Linked DNA regions of Canis lupus: region 1 is linked to region 2. Evidence: chromatin contacts called from public Hi-C data. All regions are on one chromosome and are shown on one strand. The core of a region is the stretch at or near the end of the contact, and the rest is flanking DNA. Distances in the headings are between cores, read along the strand shown.

Region 1 (3,422 bases), core at 91-2,590, 100 kb before region 2:
AGACTCAGGACATCAACTCTACCGCTTTGTCTCACTCTTTGTCACGTGGAAATAACAACGCATAGTTGGCTTGTAGAAAGGATGTAAACATTTACACAAGCACAGGGATCGCTCAATTTTAATGGAGCATCTTAAACGTGCTAGAAGCCAGCGAGAACACAAACAAAAGCCCTGCCCCTTAGTCCCGCTGAATATGATGAATACATTTTCCTGGGTGCACCTCTTTCTACATCGCACACCCCCCCCCCCCGCCTGCAACCACCGGGCCCAGGGAACAGGAAGGAGCCACAGAATCAAATTTCTTAACCGCGTTGAGACCTGCTTGACCCCCCCCCCCCCCCGCCCCCCAGCCTTGGGCTCCCTCCGCAAGCGCTGTAGCATTTTTCCTTCCCCGGCTTTTAATTCATCTGACAGCAACAAGCTTCTGGGTTAGAATCTGTAATTCAAAATCAAGTGACTTGTGTTCCCTACGCGGCACGAAGGAACTATCCCCGAAAGTGTTTACGATGACCTTGGGCACGCGGGCAAATATCTCTTGATAAAAGCGGGGTCCGGACGCGTTTGTCTGGCCCGCGCGTCTGGGAGCGGGGCGGGGCGGGGGGCAGGGGGGGCGCCCGGCGGGTCGGGGGGGGCGAGCAGGGGGGGCGAGCAGACGGGGGCGCCCGGAGGGGGCGGGGGCGCTCGGGAGGGGGCAGGGGGGACAGACAGGGGGGCGCACGGCGGGTCGGGGGGAGGGAGAGGGAGAGGGGGGCGCCTGGCGGGGCGGGGGGGCAAGCAGGGGGGCAGGCAGGGGGGGCGGCCGGGGCTCCGGCGCTTATGTGACAGCGGCTCCCGCCCCGGCTGCCGCCCCGGCCCGGGTGCCCGCTCCCGGCTGCCGCCCCGGCGTCCGCGGCCTTGGAGGAGCGGCCGGGCCCCGCGCGGGGAGGCTGCGGCGGCAGCAGCCCGGGGGCGGCCCGCGTGTGTGCGCGAGGCCCCTGCGCCTGAGATGCCCTCGCGGGGCGTGTGCCCGGTTGTGTTTCCGAGCACGTGAGCCGGACACGTTTGTGACACCCGTCAAGGTGAGCCCCGGGAGGACAGGGCCACGCGGAGAGGCCGGAGGCCCCGCCCCGGGCCAAGGGCCGGCCAAGGCCACCGGCTGCAGCCCCGGGAGAGAGGAGGAAGGCGGGGGCTGAGCCGGAAAGCCGAGTCCCGCGGCTGTTGTCTCTAGGAAGAAGGGAGCGAGTGTGCGCGCGTGTGCGCGTGTGTGCGCGTGTGTGCGCCCTCTCGAGTGCAGAGAGCCGCGCTGAGCTCCGCTGATCGCCCTGGCCGGCTGGGTCTTGAAGAGGAGGGGACAGATCCCCAGCAAGGCGTAGGCCCGGGTACAGTCCTCGGGCCCTGAAACGCGGCTGTGCTGGTGAGAAACCCCAGGAAGACGCCTTTCGTGCCTCCCCCGCCTCCCGCCCAAGTGGTGGGGAAGCGCAGGGGAAGCCCGCCCCGACGTGTTGTGCCTTTGGAAGACCTGGAGATCGACTGAAGCCCATTTTAGACCCGAAGATAATGTAGCGGCACCTTAGAGAGCTGCCAGCGAGCATCACGGAAGGTCACATCCGGGAGAAGAGAAAAGTGCCTCCCTATTTGTCAATGTCTGTCACAGGTGGGGGGGGGGGGGCGGCGGGAGGTACCTAATGAGACCGTCCTAGCGGGGAATTCGCACCCTGGCTGACCCTGGCAGTGATTTTTTTTTTAATTTTATTTTATTTTATTTTATTTTACTTTACTTTATTTTAGTCCTTGCTCCTTATTTTAAGTGCAGGTGTTGAGATGGCTTTGGGGGTCTCTAAAGCTAGGCAGGTGCCTCTGCTGGGTCATCTGGAGGGGAAATGAAGGCATTTCACAGAAGCTGATGAACCCAGCGGAGAGCACGTCTTACCCTAGGGAAAGAGGTTCCTGTAATTTAACAGGACATTTCTTACTAGGCTTTCTGGCATTTTTTTTTTTTTCAAAATCATCACTAAATCTTGCTGTGTTTAATCAGACCTCTACAAAAAAAATAAACATGACCTCTTTTAAGGAACATCCTCACACAGAAAAAGTAAAATTTCCAAATGTAGGCATATCCATGAAATTTTATCAATTTTTAAAAATAGAATCGCTTATTTAATTAGGAAAGTTATATCTATTAAAGAACATTTCAAAATTAGAGAAAAAGACTACAAAATGTGGCTATTCTCTCACCACTCACAGATAATTATTTTTTCTATGCACTGAAAGGTATTTTTTTTTTTTTATTTCTGTGGGATCACACCATATATTTTGTGTAGCCAGCTTTTTCTGGCTACTTGATATAATGTGAACACTTTTATTCCATTAATTACTCTTTTACAACATGGATTTAAATATACGTACATATAAGCATTTTGCTTTTTTATGTCAACCGCTTCAATTATACTAGAATACAAAATATCTTCTCTGCAGCTTCCTAATTTCTAAATAATACAGTCGATTTACTCTTATGTGCCATGGTTTCTTGCTTGAACAAAGAAGTATCCAGTTATTATGTGTTTTGTTATAAGAGAAAAATAAACAACGTGAGTGGACCAAAAAAAAATCCTCAACAAACTAACATTACAGAAAATGTTTTGTTCTCTGCCACAAGTAGTTGAAAGAAAATGTAGGAATTTGATTTCTACTAGCTCTGACTGCTGATTTGGGTGTTTATCTCCCTAAACTCTAAAAGGGTGTGTCTATGTTTCTCTTTGGAGTAGACTCTACGGTGCAGTGAAAATGCTGTGTACTTAAACTGGTTCCAACCAAATGCACCATCTTAGACAAAAAATATATATATGCATGTGAAAGACACATACACGCACACTTGTTAAACCATGCATATCCCACCCTCCCCCCTTTGCCCTCAGACTCTTGGCACAGATAGTTTGGATGCACCCAATGTACTTTTTCTGTCTCAGTGACCCCACCTACAAAAGGAAATACACTTAGACTGCTTCCCTATTAAAATATTCTAAAAACCCCCAAGATATGGAAGTGGACACTAATAGAGACACCTTTTCCCTGGCCAAGTGTTTTGCTGAACTGATGAATTTTCAATATTCCTTTTAAGGGCATTGAAGGACAGACTTCATATGCTCTGCGCCAACCTAGTGCATGGAAATTAAGACTTAAAAAAAAAATCCGCATTACCTTTGGGGTCTGGATGAATGCCCTCCTAAAACATTTTTTTGCAATTTCTCAAATAATCAGATCTGCAACCCCTTAAAAAGCATTCTTTTATTTTGTACTTGTGGGTCTTTTTTCTATGTGATGATAAAAGAGAAAGAAAAATGACAACTTACTTTCATAGCAAACTGGATACACGTCCGTTCGTCAACTTGATATGAGACACAAAGCATAAACAAACCAAGATAGGCCACTAAGCAGACCTGCAA
Region 2 (3,138 bases), core at 355-2,854:
TCCGTCCCCGGAACCCGCGCTCTGCGGGGCGGGGGGGGCAGACACGTAGCGACGGCCCGAGTCCGCGCTGCCCCCCGCCGCCCCCCGCTGCCCCCCGGGGCGTGTGCCTCGGGCGCAGCGCTCCCCCCGCTTCGTGCGCCGCTGGCACGGGGGACGGTTTCGGGGATGACCCAGAGGGACGTGAGCCTGACTCTCGCTGCAGGCAGGAAAGACCTTAGGCTTCCCACCTATCCTGTCCGCTTATGTAAGAGAAATCCGCAGACGCCGGGTCCCGCGCCCCGCCCGCAGCGCCGAGTGGCGGCCGCCGCGCAGCGGGAGCCCCGGGAGTCCCGCGGGACCAGCCCTCCCCGGCCGCCCCCGGCCGCCCTCGGCCCCCCTGCGCCGGCGGCGTGGGCGGGGCGCCTCCGCGGGCGCCTCTCGGTAACTCTCGCTGGCCGTGAGTCACGCTGCCGGGATGGCTCCGCGGAAAGGTGGCCCGGCGGGCGCCGCCGTGTGCTTCCCCGCGCCGGGCGCCGCTGCTCCCGGGCGAGCGCGCGCACGGCTTCCCCGCGCAGTGATGTGGCAGCGGCGGCAGGTCGGCTCACGTTGCCGGCCCTGTGCTGGTGCCCGTTCGCGACGGGATTAAGGAGGGAGGCTCTGGAGGTGCCAGCGGTAGTAAACGTGGGCTCTGCACACTCCCGGCGTCGCTTATCACACGGCGGGGGGGGGGGGGGTGAGCACGCAGCAGCCCCGCGAGGCGGTGGGGGCGGCGGAGAATGCGGCACCGCTGCTCCGCGGCAGCCCCTCTCGTGCCGCCCCCCCCCCCCCCGCTCCTCCGGGAGCACCAGAGGCCCCAACGTCGTCATCTGCTTCTGTGATTAGTGGCACCGCAATTCCGGCTGCTGCGGGAAGTTCGGGTGGCCCAGGGACACCGCTGTCGCCGAAAGACACTTGGATTGCGACATTCTGACCCAGTGACTACATTTTCCTTTATTTTTAAATCCTTCGGGGAGGGGATTTCAAGTTGCCCCATTAGGGGGCAACTCCCAACCAGGGCCAAGGGGTCCTCCCCTCCCCCCCCACGCCCCCCACCCCCCACCCCCAGGCCACCGAGCCACAGGGAGCAAACAAGTCTCCAAATTTTCCTCCGGGACTGAAGTTTGCCCACCGCGAATTCTCTTTCTCTTTCCTTTCTCGGGTCCGAACCACCCGTGCAGGCGGTGGCGAAGCAAAAAAGCCACGTTCGCGTTCCTACACCGTAATGACGGACCGAGCGAAGGAGTAGCGTTTCCGAGCCGAGGAAGCCCTGGCGGCCCCGCACCCCCGGCGCCCCCTCCCCCTCCCCCCTCCCCTCCGCCCCCCTCCCCCGCCCCTCCCCCAGCTGACTGCAACGCCTTTGGGAAGATGAATAGCTTGGCCGAAGTTGTTTTTCCTTTCCGGTGGCCCTGATCAGGTGTCCCCGCCCCCTCCTGCCGCTCGCCTTCCCTCGCAGCCCGCTCCCGGCACCCCCTCCCGGCCCGGCCCCTCCTCCCCCGCCCCCCTCCGGGCTGGACCGCGGATGGTACGTTCCGCACGTGAGCTGGGTGCTGGTCTGGCCGGCGACGCGCGTGCCCTGTGGCCAAACACTGCCCGGAGTGAGAGCAAACTACCAGCGCAGTGGGGCCGGCGCGAGTGTGCGTGCGTGTGTGTGCGTGTGTGCGAGAGAGCGAGCGCGGTGGGAGGGGGGGAACCAACTGCTTCACACTTTCAACACTGCACTGAAGAAGGGAGAGAGAGAGAGAGAGAGACTGGAGACGCACAGATCCCCCCAAGATCTCCCAAAGCTATCGTCCCGCAGATTATAGAACAGAACCCCAAAAAATCGAAACAGAGGAAACGGACAGCGGTTGAACATGGACGAAGGAATTCCTCATTTGCAAGAGAGACAGTTACTGGAACATAGAGATTTTATAGGGTAAGGTGCACGCACCCTTGCGAATATCTGTCTAGGCTTCAGTTTGATTTTTTTTTTTTTCTTTTTCTTCTTCTTCTTCTTCTTCTTCTTCTCCAGAAAGTGGTATGGAGCGGGCAAGGGCAGTGCCCCTCCCCGAGTGGGTGCCTGATGCTGATTTCTGTTTTGCAGACTGGACTATTCCTCTTTGTATATGTGTAAGCCCAAAAGGAGCATGAAGCGAGACGATAGCAAGGTAAGTGTAAGTTTCCGATGTTCCCCATAACCTGCCTGGATAGTTAATTAGGGCCATTGATTTCACAGCGAAGCTCTGCCCGCAAATATATTCCAGCCCTTGAGCTTCCCCAACTGTGAATTTTAAGTGGTTTGCTGGATACTCTCGGGGGGGGATTAAACATCATACCTGAATTCAAATTGCATTTCAGAACAGTCCAGAGGAAAGGTTTCTTGGGCATAGTTTATCACATAATATGGGGCTCTGGGGGGGGGGTATTGTTTTATCCAATAAATGTTTAGCTTATTGTTTTGTTTCTTCCATGACTGTCGTATATTAAGGATACCTACAAATTACCGCACAGATTAATAGAAAAGAAAAGAAGAGATCGAATTAATGAATGCATTGCTCAGCTGAAAGATTTACTGCCTGAACATCTGAAGTTGACAGTAAGAGACACATTTTCATTCTTTGCTGCTCTCCAAGGGCGTGTTAATAGCTTGGTACTACTCCCAGAGATATAAGAATAAATGTAAATATCATATGCCTTACAACTTGTGCTATAGTGTAGAGTTTCCCACAAACTCAAGAGTAGGTGCTCACAAGCTGAAGGCAAGAAATCATGTATAACCCGTCATTTCTGGAAAGCTCAAGAAGTATAGGAATAGTACTTCTTTCAGAATGTTTGCTTAAGTTGCTGTGCTGAGTGGAGAGCCAATCAAGCCAAATGTGCGTTTTTAAGTAACCAAGTGCCCCCTTCTCTTTTGCACCCTGCAGACTCTGGGGCATCTGGAGAAAGCGGTAGTCTTGGAATTAACTTTGAAACACTTAAAAGCTTTAACAGCCTTAACCGAGCAGCAGCATCAGAAGATAATTGCTTTACAGAATGGTAAGTCGGTTCAGGGAGGCCAACCCACCCTGATGAAGCCGGGCAGCCCACAGAGGGGCAGTGTTTGGGACTCTTTCCCCACCCCCACCCGCACCCGCACCCGCA

What was found. Hi-C and Micro-C count contacts between places; a contact is called where the count stands out from the background.
Region 1: a Hi-C map of amygdala shows a contact between it and region 2, with 3 times the contacts expected there. The contact joins the enhancer-like site here to the promoter of BHLHE41 in region 2. A contact is called at or near these places in 2 of 9 Hi-C or Micro-C datasets (amygdala and skin fibroblasts).

The regions. Positions count from the first base shown.
Region 1 is chr27:25,184,344-25,187,765 of UU_Cfam_GSD_1.0, reverse strand. SSPN (sarcospan) reads right to left here. Exons shown (of 3, transcript XM_038577121.1): 2 at 3,330-3,416. Among named protein-coding and RNA genes, the nearest start is that of SSPN, 28 kb to the right of the region's middle. Within about 2 kb of position 1,340, at least 11 of the 20 cell types and tissues checked have an H3K27ac peak or open chromatin away from gene starts, as enhancers often do.
Region 2 is chr27:25,084,404-25,087,541 of UU_Cfam_GSD_1.0, reverse strand. BHLHE41 (basic helix-loop-helix family member e41) reads left to right here and starts at 1,604. Exons shown (of 5, transcript NM_001002973.1): 1 at 1,604-1,933; 2 at 2,102-2,165; 3 at 2,486-2,593; 4 at 2,922-3,033. The coding sequence starts at 1,872.